4 separate regions of the Gossypium hirsutum genome follow, and regions 2, 3 and 4 are each linked to region 1. The links are chromatin contacts, called in public Hi-C maps. All regions are on one chromosome and are shown on one strand. Each heading gives the region's core, a stretch centred on a gene start, on an enhancer-like site or on the middle of the called end of the contact. The rest is flanking DNA. Distances are from core to core; before and after follow the strand shown. Region 1 holds the start of LOC107892240 (terpene synthase 10). Region 2 holds the start of LOC107892748 (NAC domain-containing protein 8-like). Region 3 holds the start of LOC107892216 (zinc finger protein CONSTANS-LIKE 7). Region 4 holds the start of LOC107892221 (glycerol-3-phosphate dehydrogenase [NAD(+)]).

Region 1 (3,239 bases), core at 561-3,060:
CAAGCTGATGATGTTCGTTTTCAAAGTTGGTATGCAATAAACATCTAATATTCACTTCTTTTCTCCGTTCTTTTGTGTAATTGTAACTTTTCATTTACCCATGATCGTGGTGTGCAATTTATCTCCAACCATTACTTGTTTATGAATATTATCGTCCAACTCTAAAAATAAGTCTTTTGACCACACATGTGATTACTGGCACAATTATCAAGATACAAAATATTTTTATTTGATTTTTCACTTTCTTTATAAGTGAGGAATATACTAGATTCCACGTTTTCTTCTTCTTTAGTTGTTGCTACATGATTTCTCTCCTCCATCTTGGGAGTTGGTCCATAATCATAACTAAAAATGACCATATTTATTGCAATTATAACATTGTATCTGAGATTTATTTCCTTGTTGAAAACTACCTCTACCTCAACCTTGGCCTCAGCCTCGAACTCCTCTTCTATGAATTGATGTCTGATATATTTCATTTGTTTGGCCTCTACCATATAATTGATTGCCTCGTCCAGGTGTTCCTCGTCCACCTCTATATCCTCCACGATTGCTTGAACCTTGTCCAAAACTATTACTAGATCCACTTTTATTGAAGGACAACTTGCTTTGCAAGACTTGCTCCAAATTTCCAGTATCATCATTTTGCTTGATTTTATGCTCATAGGCTTGGAGGGAACCCACACGTTCTTTGATTGATATTTGTGATTAATATTTTGATTCTTCAATGGCAATAACCACATAATCAAATTTTTGTGTTAATGACGACAAACTTTTTTCTATTACTCTTACGTCATCAAAATTTTCTCTATTCCTTTTCATTTCATTTACCACCACTTTCACTCGGGTGACATAATCATCAACAATTTTTGAAACTTTCATCTTCAACATCTCAAATTCGACTCTAAGGGTTTGTAAGTGTAGCTTTTTTGCTTTTTCCACTCGAAGGGATTTTTTGCAAAATCCCCCATTCTTCATTTGATGTCTTCGCATTTGAAATGTTTTCAAAGGTTGATTCATGAACACTTTGAAAAATAAAGAAAAACGCTCTCTTATCTTTTTTTACAAACTTCTTTCAATGCTCTTTTTTCCTCGTTTGTCAAAACCACTTCGACAGCTGCATTTTCGGGCTCGACATATCTTTCTTCAACAATAACCCAACAATCTTAAGAATCAAGCAAATCCTTCTTTTGAATGCTCCAATTTCCATAAATTGTCTTTGTTGATTTCAGGATCTGCAGTTGAATCATGTTTCCCATTGTGACGTCGACATGAACCTAACTCGAATACCACTTGTTGGAAGTGTATGGACAATTAATAACTGAAAAATAATTTTATTACACACAAATATTACACAATACAAATAATTTTTTTTTTCTCTCTGTACTAGTTGCTGCTAGTTTTCTATCTTACGCTGTCTTTTTTTTCTTGTTCTTTTACTCACACCACTTATTCTTTCTATACACATTATGCTTACATATTTATAGGCTTGGTTAAACCGTTTTAGCTTATGGATAAGTATACTTAAACTCATGCCAGATTCATAATTAATCAACTTAATCAAAGATAAGGTTACTAGCTTGCAAGCCATAATTATCTAGTGTTTTATGTAACTTCCAGTAAATTTATCATTATTTTCATCTAAATCCTTATGTAATCATCACCAACCTGCCACGTTACTAACCAAATTGTACGGCAACTCTTGGCTTCAAGCTTTATTTGGTTTTGAGAAGTTAAAAAGGCTTTGAAAAGTCAATTTGACTTCTAAATATAATAAAAAGAAAATAGCATTAACTGATTATATATACATGGTGTGGCATGCGTCGGTTTTTGCAGAAAGTTGAATCTTTTTTTTTCTTTTCTGAAAGTAAAGTACAGCTAAGCTCTAAAGTTGAATCACTCATTTGAAATTGCCTAAGTGGAGCTTTTTCATGGCCTTTAGTCTCGTAACTGCAGTTCCTAGCAGCAGTTTCATCAGATTGCACACGAAAGGCACCTCCAACAGATCAAATGTCAACAACTTGGGTGTTGTTCGAGCCTCCAAATCTGTTGCTAAAGCCAATGATTCGGATCAAAAAATTGTTAGACGGTCTGCTAATTACCATCCTCCTACTTGGGAGTACGATTATATTCAGTCGCTCAAGAGTGACTATCTGGTATATTTATATTATTTACATTGCTTCTTGTTGTAATAAGTAGTTAAAACTTAGAACTGAACATTTGCACGCCAATTACTTTGAAGTTACAAAATTTATATTTTATCCAAGCTGAGAATATATTTACTACCCATCCAGGGGGAATCATTTAATGAACAAGCAATCAGACTTCTGGGCGAAGTGAGAATGATGCTTGAGAAAGTTATGGACCCTTTAGAGAAGCTTGAGCTGATCGATACCTTGCAGAGGCTCGGTTTATCTTATCATTTTCAGGATGAAACCAAGAGGATTTTGGAGGATATCCATATAAGGGCTGATCAGAGCAAGGCTTTATGGAAGGAAGGCAACTTATATGCTACAGCACTTGAATTTAGACTCCTAAGGCAGCATGGTTATAATTTAACTGAAGGTAAGAAGTGCAGAGATTTTGTTTAAAACAAACTGCTGTAAAAATAGTAATAGTAATAAACATATAAAATTTTCTATACGTGCAGAGGTTTTCTCCGGTTTCATGGACGAGATGGGGAATTTCAAGTCGAGTCTTTGTGAGGACTGCAAAGGGCTTCTAAACTTGTATGAAGCTTCACACCTTTCCATGGAGGATGAAGGTATCTTAGACACTGCAAGGCATTTCGCAGCTAAACAGCTTCAACAATATCTGAAACAAAAGAAATTAGATGAATATGTTAGGATGCTAGTGGAGCATGCCTTGGAACTTCCTCTACATTGGAGGGTGTCAAGGTTAGAAGCCAGGTGGTTTATAGATGTGTACGAGAAAAGAGAGAAAAGAAATCCTATTCTTTTGGAGCTCGCTAAATTGGATTTTAATATTGTGCAAGCAGTGTACCAGGATGATCTAATATACGCTTCCAAGTAAGTGCATCCATGGTCTAACAAAGAATGGAATTTTATTAATTAAATACACACACACACACACATATATTTGTCATCTAATCTTTTGAGATGAAACGATTGTGCAGGTGGTGGAGGGATATAGGTCTGGGAGAAAAGCTACCCTTTGCAAGAGACATGTTGATGGAAAACTTTCTATGGACAGTAGGCATTGCATTTGATCCTCATTTT
Region 2 (3,418 bases), core at 254-2,753, 400 kb after region 1:
GGCTAAGTGATCTAAAAGCTCTGAATCAGATGGATCAAATTTCACTCCCACTGGAAGGCCAGGCCATTGAGGAAACACCTGCAAATAAAACAGCCCCCACACATAAGTGTAAGAAAACCATAAAAACCTTAAAAAATTCGATTGAAACAATGATGTTTTCCGCTTACATCGCTGTTATCGATACGATAATGACAGTTGGGACATTCACGATTCGCTCCGCAATCAGTGATTTGAACGGAAGAAGACCATGAAGCATTTTTTACTTTCTTTGCTATTGCTCTGCTATCAACAAGCCAGCTCCTGCAAAACAACAATGGTTTTTGTTATGAGCAAAATAGTCCAAAAACAAAACATACATTGGAGAAGTGTAAAGAAACAGGTTGTTTTTTTAAGGATGATTTTCCATTAATAACAGTTGTAAGAAATCATGAACTCTCTCAATGAACCTCATACTGGATGAAGAAACAGTTGCACTTGATGACCCCCACCCAAAAGGTACCACAAAATTAAACTCAATGGGAAAATAGGGGGTTAAATATAAAAACCAACTCTATTTATGGTAAGTTTTTATGTAACTTACAAACCCCATTAAATCAAGAAATAAAATAACCCAGATGTGAGGGATTTATTTTCTTAAAAGTCCATAAATTTATCCAGAAAAGAATTCCAACCAAAAATCAGTTAACTCTACCCACCATGCCTCCTATGTCTAGGTAAATTTAAAGGAAGCTTTTCCATTAACAACAGTTTGTGCAGTAATGAAGAGCTTCTAAGAAAGGATGATCATCAAATAACATCATGTAAACTCTCTCAATGGAGCTCATAATGGATGAACAAACACAATCACTCAATGAATGACAAAGTCCCCCCACGTCTTCAAACTCAGGTGAAATTAAGGAAAATAGGGGTTAAAAAAAAACCAACCCCCTTTACAGCAAGTTTTTACTATACCCCCATTGCCTAAAAAAAGTAACCCAAGAAATAAAAAAAGGAATTTCATGGTAACCCAGAATCTTAAATCACGTATTTCCCCCATAAATTCAACATCAAAACTTCAGTTGAAAATGGGGATTTCAAGTTAAAAGTCCAATTTTTTTCCCAAAGAAAAAAGAATCCAACCCAAAATCAGTCAATTAAACAATGAAAATATTATCATTAAATTCATTATTTTTTATCATTAATTTCTTTAACCTTACCTCGCCATTAACAAAGTAAAGAAAGGGGAAGAGGAAGAAGAAGAATGATGAATAGAGAAGAGAGTATAAGCGAAGCTTTTAAGCTCTCTAAATACTTCTCTTTCCCTTTGCCCTTTTTCTACACTAGGCTAAGTAATCGAACGATGAAAGGAGAGAGAGAGAGCGGGAAATTTTGCTTTGGAACTCATATAATAGGCTCGGAAACTCAATCTCAGCTTCGGAGAATGACATCAGAGCGGAAGTTTGTTTTGTTTTTTTCATTTGTAGGTCCCGTAGTTGACTAAACCTGGACCCGAACCATTTGGTTCGGACACGAAGTTCGGTTCCTTGTCTGAAGAATGTTTAAGCACTTGGCAGCTTCGAATTTCGAGCTTCATGGCATTTTTCGTAATTATCTTCAATCTCCTACTTGCCTCCCAAGCTTGACAATGGGAACGTTGGTTCATTGGAACACTTCAAATTGTTGGTCTAAATTCCATCTTCAGTCCCTGTATTTTACTAATATTATCAAAAATTCATTATTCGACTGAAATAATTTGTAAAATAGATTTACCATTCTAAAGGAAAACAATTTTTTTTTTGCTTCGGGTTTTCTAACAATTACTGTAATCAAGTGACAAAAAATTTAATGGTGCTAGTGAGGACATTAGTAACGGTAGAATTAAATTAAAAATTATGAACTAAATAGGTAAACTGAGTATAATATAAGGATTAAAAGTAGAATTTAACCAAACTCAATTTTTAAATTTTTTAATAATAATTGAAAAGAAAAAGAGAACTTTTTTACTGAAAATTCCACTGTTTCCGACGCGGCTTCCTTTTTAATTGGATACTAAGCATTATTATCATTAATTCTGTAAATAAATCTAAAAGTGTATTATGCTTTAAATAATTTGTGATTGGTAAATCTTATGAAAACCTTGATTTTGTTAGTAAATTATAATAACAGGATAAAGTTCGAACAATAAATGTGACTAGTGCGACTCAAATCCAAGATACACTTGAGATGGTAAACACCCTGACTATTAGGTCATTACATGGGGTTCAATGAAAACATTCTTTTAAGTCATGAAACATTGCAACTTTATAAGAGATTTAAATTGGATAAAATTAAATACAAGAATTGAAGTAATACAAGCATTGTAAATTTGTTTGTGTTTAGAGCAATTTGAATACGAATGTGATTTTGATTTGTTGTAAATATTTACTTTCAATCATAAATAAAAATGTCATTTTTAATTTTTATATTTGAAAAACGCTAACTCAACCTCACATAATTAGGGAATAACAGTATATAATAACATATAATTTTTTGAAAAAGGACATTTTATCTGACAAATATATGAAATTTAATAAAACTTGATCATTAAGCATCTAGTCGTTGTAGTATAGTGGTGAGTATTCCCGCCTGTCACGCGGGTGACCCGGGTTCGATCCCCGGCAACGGCGATTTTCATTGTTTTTATTTTTTTCATTTTTCATTGGTTATGCGTTAAACCGGATGCCAATAAAATGTAAGAAAGATGGGTGTTGAGAGACTTGGGGGCCCATGATATTACAGGCCTGCAGTTAAATACATAATGCTACAAATCAAGCCCAATCTGTTCAAAAAATCAATGTTAGCCTCTCTTTTATAGGATTTATTTTTACAAATTATTCGAATATTATTATCTAAATTCAAATTAAATTTTATTCTTTCTCAAATATCCGAATTCACAAAAAAATAATTTTAAAAATTTTAAAAATATTAAATCCGAAAAAATCAGAATTTAAATATGCTAAAATTTCTTAATTATCTGCATTCAAACAGTAAATTTACTTAAAATTTTGAAGCTAACATATAGTGATGGCAAAATTTTCACTGTCAGGTCCTTTTTAAGGTTTTTTTTTAAAAAAATGATACTGAAATTGATTTTAGTGAAGTTAAAAATAACGATCATGGTAAAATTAGATATTATATTAAAAAGATTAAAATTGGTGATTTAATATGTGTTTGGATTAAAACGTAATGATAGCAATAAAGTGAATTATTGTAAAAAAATAAATATATAAAATAACTGGGGATGATAAGAAGGCGAGGTGAGACGACACAGATTTTTACTTCCCCCGACCTAACATTACATATACTCGACCCCGCATAATTAGGGAATAAATGTGTAGTATAATAAACAATTTTGTTACCTTTTCGTATAATTTTGTGAAGGCTTAAATAAAAAATTCTC
Region 3 (3,427 bases), core at 813-3,312, 440 kb before region 1:
GGGTTTAATTTTAAAAAAAATTCATGCCCAATATAAAAGAATTTTCCAAATTTAAATAATTTTCCCTTAATTTTATTTAAAACTTTCATTTCAACACATTCGGTGAAAAAAACAAAGGGTTAAAACAAAAAGGTGTTAGCAATCCAAAAACATTGGACCGCATTTAATTAATGAGAGAAATCTTATTATTTTTAGTGCGTAGGTATATTTCCAAAGGCTTGCTATGCTATAAAGGGTAAAAAGATTAATTTAAATTTTAAAATATTGTCACGGAAAACTATATAATATTTTTAATATCAACCAACCAACCAACCAACAAAATGTCACTAAGCTGGGCCGAAAATGAAAAATCCAGCTGGCTTAAAAGGTATACTAGGGCCCATCAAGAAAAAAGCAAAAAGTGCAAAACATAATTTTCATTAGCTACATTGAGCCTATCATCATCTCATATAGAAACAAAGCTAGCATGGGCTCAACTTCCCCCCCATATGCCACTTTCTTACACATTTTTATCAATTAACATAAAAAATATAAGATAAAATCAATTCACTATTTCTGCCATCACCTGATGTTCAATTATTATTTATCTATGTATGCAATACTCTTCCAATTTATTACCATACACCATTGATTTATTTTGACTTGTATGTTCAATTATTATTTATCTATGTATGCAATACTCTTCCAATTTATTACCATACACCATTGATTTATTTTGACTTGTACATAAATTTTTTTTAATATATATAGTTAGTGTATTAAATTCGAACTCATAAAAATATTTGTGCATAAAAAAACATTTTTTTGAAGTTGAATAAAAAAAACATCTTGAATGATTTATTTTATAAAAAGAAATCTAGTGAAGTCCAAAATTAAATATTTTTATTAATAACTCCTAACTTTTTAACATTAGAAAAAGTTAAAAGAAAAGAAATGATTGATTAGGGGCTAAGATCTTACATTGGGAGAAGGTTGATGCAAGTGAGGGACAATTTGAGGGGACTCTCCTTCAATGTAAAGGGGGCCCTTACCAGACCAAGCATTCATTATCTCCTCATAGTCAAGCTTCAAAGCCAACAACTTTTTCATCTTCTTCTTACTCCACCATGCACCGCCATCATAACCACCGTCTCCTCCGCCGCCGCTACTCACTTCTTCCATCTCTTTCTTCTCCACAACCTCAGAATAAACCACCCACTTCTCCTCACTCTCATCTCTCTCCTTCTTCCCTTTCATAGCCGCCCGTACAAGCGACAACCTCGTTCGATCTTCATAGCTATACCCCCTATACGTAAAAGAAGGCGACAAAGGACTCTCTTCCGACGTCACCGTAGTCGCAGTCGTCGTGGTCGTCGCCGTCGCCGTTTCATTCTTATAATTATCACTACCTTCGCTGTCTAAAAGACCGTTAAGTGTAACAGCATGATCACTGTCTCCCTCTGTCGTGTTGAAAAGCAAAGAAACATTATCGTACTGTGTATCACGATCTTCAACTAAATTTTCAGGGTGAAGTGGGAAAAGATTAAGCTGTTTATCTGTAATTTCTTTGTTGTTGTTATCGTTGTTGTTGGTTAATGGCATTTGGGGTAAGTTTTCTTCAAGGTGAAGAAGGCTAAGGTACTTTGGTCTCCTAGTTTTAGTTCGGGTTTTCCGAGAATGTTTCAGAGAAAAACTACGAGACTTTGGTTTTCTTTTGCTTCGCCTAGTACTGTTGTTATTGTTGCACATATTTCTGTTTGGATGGAGAGAAAATGGAAAGAAAAAAAAAAAAGAGAGAAGAGACCTTTAAAGAGGGAAAGGGAACAGAGCGGGATCTACAATATGGAAGGGAAAGAGGCTTAAGTGTCAGAAAATTACAGGGGAAAAGTGATGGTGATTGGGTTGATTGGGGGTGGCACTTTATGTACACGTGGAAGAAGATGATTGGGAAGGGGATTAGATTGTATTGTTATCTGGATTTCGTTGCTATAGATAGGGTTGGGGTTTTAGGGATACCAATTGGCCAAGACAGGAAAATGTTTGATTTTTGCTTAATAAAGAAAGATAAGATTATATTTCAATTAGGCTAAAATTCAGATACCAAGCACCTTTACTCTAAAATTCTCTTAAACCTTCCTTGACATCTATTTATTAAGCAAATTTTAAATAAAAAATAATTATTTTCATATTATTTATTTATGTATTTTATTTTTAATTACAAAAATAAATAATATTAATTAAATATTAAAATGATATAAAATTAAATATATTTAATTTCTTTCATAAAAAAATTATATCTGACTTCAATTAAAATAAGATATGTAACTTTGATATCGATTTGTGAAATTATTTTATATAAAATCAATTAATTGCGATAATGGAAAAAATAATTAAAATATCAAAGTAAAAAAATATCAAAGTTAATGTTATAATTAAATAATCAAATATTTAATATGTATTTACATAAGAAATTATTAAACAAGAAACAAAAAGTGAAAAAGATGACAAAATTAAAATATATTTATTATTGTTGACTCAAGTAGTTGTGTAGTTACTACTAAGTGTTATAAGACATGAGTTCAAATATCACTGAACAAATGTTGAGATTTCTTTGGTAGGTGGCTATGTCCATCTATATGGTCCTTTTTATCACTGCTTTCACTTTATGAATTTGCCACTTCTTGAAGCACCTGGCTATTAGAGTTGGGAGCTAAAACTCCCATTGCAGATAATATTGACCTGTTGAGGGGTTTGTCAGCTTATGACAAACAACACTTTACAAACTTTTATCGACAGAGTTGGTCTACCTCAAAAAGGCCTTAGCTTAATCACGAAGTTAACGCTCTTGGAACTTTAAGATATAAATCGTGTGTGAGTTCTCAAACAACATTCATTTTAGTTTATGTCCTACTATATGTGAACTTTGTATATATTTAATAAGGTATAGATCTGGATATATTCTAATTATCGATCAAGTTTTATAAGATTAATTCTGGTTATAATCATTCATATGTATTCTTTATAATTGTAATTGTGACGGTATGTGTAACAATCTTATTAGATAATGTTTATTAATTATATATTTTAATAATATTAATATAAATTTTAAATATTTTATAATAAATTTAAATAAAAATATTTTATTATTTAATTTGAAATAGAGTTGATGAAGTCCAAACCAGAAACATCTTACCTAAAAATCGGGCCGAGTGAGTCAGGCCGTCTTGTATTGTAGTTTAAAACTTTAAGTCCTCCTTTAGAGGGATGGGGAAACATATTAGATATAATAATTGTGAAAGTAATTTAATAATTATAAGTGAAATTAATCATAGAAACTAAAGCTTTCATGTGAAGTTCAAAAACCAGAAAAGCAAAAAATTATTACTTTTCAGTAAGTGTATGATAGTGAAGCAAAAACCAATCACCAAAGGTTAGACTAATGAAACAG
Region 4 (3,621 bases), core at 449-2,948, 370 kb before region 1:
ATGCCGGCGATGACGACCCGGTGAACCCTAGGCCGGGTACTTTAAGGCATGCTGTGATTCAAGACGAGCCATTGTGGATTATTTTCAAGAGAGATATGGTGATTACGTTGAAACAAGAATTGTTGATGAACTCTTTCAAGACAATAGACGGTCGAGGTGCGAGCGTTCACATATCGGGTGGACCATGCATCACCATCCATTATGTGTCGAACATCATAATCCATGGCATCCACATACATGATTGTAAACCCGGGGGTAGTACAATTATAAGAGACTCTCCCCATCATGCAGGGCATTGGACTCCATCGGACGGTGATGGTGTCTCAATCTTTGGCAGCAAGAATATATGGGTTGACCATTGTTCATTGTCGAATTGTCATGATGGACTCATCGATGTCATCCATGGATCCACCGCCGTGACTATATCAAACAACTACATGACCCATCATGATAAAGTCATGCTTTTGGGCCACAGTGATTCCTATATGCAAGATAAAAACATGCAAGTCACTGTTGCCTTTAACCATTTCGGGGAAGGTCTAATTCAAAGAATGCCAAGGTGTAGACTTGGATATTTCCATGTGGTGAACAACGATTACACCCATTGGGAAATGTACGCCATTGGTGGCAGTGCAAACCCTACTATCAACAGCCAAGGAAACAGGTTTCTAGCACCCAATGATAGATCAAAGAAAGAGGTAATTAATTTTCAAAGTCCTCATTAGCACGAGTTAACTCATATATATCACCATTTTCACACTACCATATGTAATGATTTTTGTAGGTGACCAAGCATGAGAATGCACCAGAGAGTGAATGGAAACGCTGGAACTGGAGATCCGAAGGAGACTTGATGTTGAATGGAGCCTTTTTCAGGCAAACCGGTGCTTCTGGTGCATCTTCAACCTTTTCTAGGGCTTCGAGCCTTAGTGCTAGACCATCTTCTCTTGTGGGTACAATGACAATGACTGCTGGCGCACTCAAATGTAGAAGGGGTTCCCACTGCTAGTTTTAAACTTATAATTAGCAGTTTAATTATAATTTAGTCTTTTTGTTTCTTTTAAGAATGTAATGAAACGACGACCTCTGCATGTTGCCTGAAATTGGACACAACTTGGATTAATCATTAATCCTATACAGTTAATTTGTAGTAATTTTCTGTATTGATAGATCAAAGCATGCAACTGCAGTTTAGGGTTGCTTTTATGTAATCTGCTATAAGTGGCTAAAGTGTACTTTTTCATGAAAGTGATTGTCTTTATTGATAAGAGAGTTTTGCTTGTTTTATCTACATAACGTATAAAAAGTATATATTTTATATCTCTTAAATGCTTTCATGGATAAAAAGTCAAACCAAAGCATTAATTATAATGGAAAAAGATAAAAAGTATTTATATAAAATGTTGTGAGCGTTTGGATAATTGTCACCGAAAAAGTTATTGCTTTTGAAGTACCAAAATGTCAATGCAAACAAACCCAATTAATCATCAATTAATTTATTCTTTGTCGTTGAAAAAAATTAAAATATAGAATTTTACTAATAAAAACTTAATAATAATAGTAATAGTATTCCTTAAAAAATTAATAATAGTAATAACCAAAAATGGAAAACCTTAATTTAGAAAATTAATAATAGTAATAATCATGCGATCTAGTTTTGATGTGTGAAACAAACAATGGTTTATAGGAAGAAAATTTTCATATAAAAAGGAGCAACTAAAAGCCAAGTTTTGGGCGTAAATCATGGAGAAACTGAATATCTGAGCTAGACCGCAATGTGATTTGAGTAGAGTGGGAATGCAAGACAGAATCTCCCGCATGCACTCATAGCTTCAAGCTTTTTGGTATGTTTATTACATTGTGATTAATTAAAGTCAGTCACTGTCTCAAACATTTGCAAATGCCAATTGCAATTTACTAAACTTCTTTCTATCTCATATCATCTTCTTGCAGACCTTTGCTTTTACCATGAATATCAAGTATCTCTCCCTATCTATCTCTATATATTGACCCAACCAGTTTTGGGCTAAAATATATTGACCCATTAGAAAATGGGTCTAAGATATTTCTTTATTGAAATGGACCCAAGACAAGTTCCACGACGGTTTTTGTTCTTTGGATCATAGCCTTCATTGGTCTCACTTTCATTTTTATTCACTGATAAATTGCCAAAACAACCATGTCATTACAAAATTACTTTGCAAAGTGAGGTCCAAACTTGCAGTAGTTTTGACTTGGAAAGAAAACCCGAAGGAAGAAAGCAAAAGCAACATAGAGTAGATCGCCAACTTCAACAAATGAAAGCATAAAAGATAACTTTGTTTCATTGTTTGTGACGACAACGTGTCTGTCATCTCCGCCCTCATGCGCTTTCATTTCCCCTTATATTCTTCTTCATCTTTCTCCCTCTTTTCTGACTTCACTTTCATTTCTTCATTGCCACTCATCTTTTCTTCCTCCCATTTCTCCCCTTTCATTTCAATGGCTCCTGCTTTTGAACCTCTCTCTCCCCCACACCAAGAAGCTGAACCCCAAACTGCAACACCCCATCACGCTGACACTGTAAACAATTTTGGGAATGATGGTCAAGTTGTCTCTAAATCAAAGGTCACTGTTGTTGGTAGTGGTAATTGGGGTAGTGTTGCTGCTAAGCTCATTGCTTCTAACACTCTCAAGCTCAACTCTTTTCATGGTATTTGTCTACCCTTCACTCATCTTTTTGTTTCTTGCATGATTTTCCGTTTCTTTCAACGATTTAGAAACCGGGGAAAAGCTCCCCAAAGATGTTAGCTTGTGAGATTCATATGGTGGAATGATGAAAAAGATTACTTAACTATGTTTAGAAGTATTGAGATTTGATAATACTAAGTGGAAGTTTTTATGGTTTTAGATTTGGAATTGAATTGCAATTTGTTCTAATGAAAAATCCAGATGAAGTGAGGATGTGGGTATTTGAGGAGACATTGCAAACGGATGAAAAGCTTACAGATGTCATTAACAAAACTAATGTGAGCACTTGAAAACATTCATTTTCTGTCCATTTGTTTATTTTCTTGTAGATTTTCTCAACCTGTAAGTGGGCTTGCTTTTGTTTCACTAGGAAAATGTTAAATACCTTCCTGGTATTAAGCTCGGCAAAAATGTCATTGCGGATCCAGACCTCGACAATGCAGGTAATCAATTTCCCCTTTTTTCTTTACATTTCTTGTACCCTTTTTGCTTCATTTATATTCTTGAATGCTTGTAGCTAGGGTAGTTAGGGATAGATGTTCACTATGTTTACGGTTGAAATCGAAATTCTGCAGTAAAAGATGCAAACATGTTGGTCTTTGTGACCCCTCATCAATTTATGGAGGGCATATGCAAGAGGCTTGTTGGTAAAGTAAGGGGAGATGTTGAGGCTATTTCTCTTATTAAAGGGATGGAGGTCAAAATGGAAGGCCCTTGTATGATCTCCAATCTTATATCCGAGCAGCTCGGCATCAATTGTTCTGTTCTAATGGGGGCAAATATCGCAAATGAGGTAATCAGTTGATATACTTGAGAAGTTCACATACAAATTACAGTGTCATTTTGCCATTGGTTTCTCACAAGTAACTAGTTGAGCCTATAGATCGCTGT

The links. A called contact is a pair of places that touch in the nucleus more often than the background predicts.
Region 2: a Hi-C map of leaf shows a contact between it and region 1, with 3 times the contacts expected there. The contact joins the promoter of LOC107892748 here to the promoter of LOC107892240 in region 1. A contact is called at or near these places in 5 of 34 Hi-C or Micro-C datasets (callus and leaf).
Region 3: a Hi-C map of leaf shows a contact between it and region 1, with 2.0 times the contacts expected there. The contact joins the promoter of LOC107892216 here to the promoter of LOC107892240 in region 1. A contact is called at or near these places in 3 of 34 Hi-C or Micro-C datasets (all in leaf).
Region 4: a contact with region 1 is called in a Hi-C map of leaf, with 2.4 times the contacts expected there. The contact joins the promoter of LOC107892221 here to the promoter of LOC107892240 in region 1. A contact is called at or near these places in 2 of 34 Hi-C or Micro-C datasets (leaf and petal).

What each region holds. Positions count from the first base shown.
Region 1 is chrD09:10,191,827-10,195,065 of Gossypium_hirsutum_v2.1, reverse strand. LOC107892240 (terpene synthase 10) reads left to right here and starts at 1,810. Exons shown (of 7, transcript XM_016817264.2): 1 at 1,810-2,156; 2 at 2,295-2,565; 3 at 2,651-3,029; 4 at 3,137-3,239. The coding sequence starts at 1,932.
Region 2 is chrD09:9,790,582-9,793,999 of Gossypium_hirsutum_v2.1, reverse strand. LOC107892748 (NAC domain-containing protein 8-like) reads right to left here and starts at 1,503. Exons shown (of 6, transcript NM_001398515.1): 1 at 1,197-1,503; 2 at 168-300; 3 at 1-78. The coding sequence starts at 1,204. It overlaps TRNAD-GUC (transfer RNA aspartic acid (anticodon GUC)), which reads left to right and starts at 2,574; the gene lies at 2,574-2,645.
Region 3 is chrD09:10,627,740-10,631,166 of Gossypium_hirsutum_v2.1, reverse strand. LOC107892216 (zinc finger protein CONSTANS-LIKE 7) reads right to left here and starts at 2,062. Exons shown (of 3, transcript XM_016817233.2): 1 at 961-2,062. The coding sequence starts at 1,728.
Region 4 is chrD09:10,559,530-10,563,150 of Gossypium_hirsutum_v2.1, reverse strand. It overlaps LOC107892221 (glycerol-3-phosphate dehydrogenase [NAD(+)]), which reads left to right and starts at 1,698. Exons shown (of 12, transcript XM_016817235.2): 1 at 1,698-1,844; 2 at 1,954-2,692; 3 at 2,932-3,008; 4 at 3,101-3,173; 5 at 3,306-3,523; 6 at 3,614-3,621. The coding sequence starts at 2,365. It overlaps LOC107892218 (pectate lyase), which reads left to right. Exons shown (of 3, transcript XM_016817234.2): 2 at 1-698; 3 at 785-1,154. The coding sequence ends at 1,009.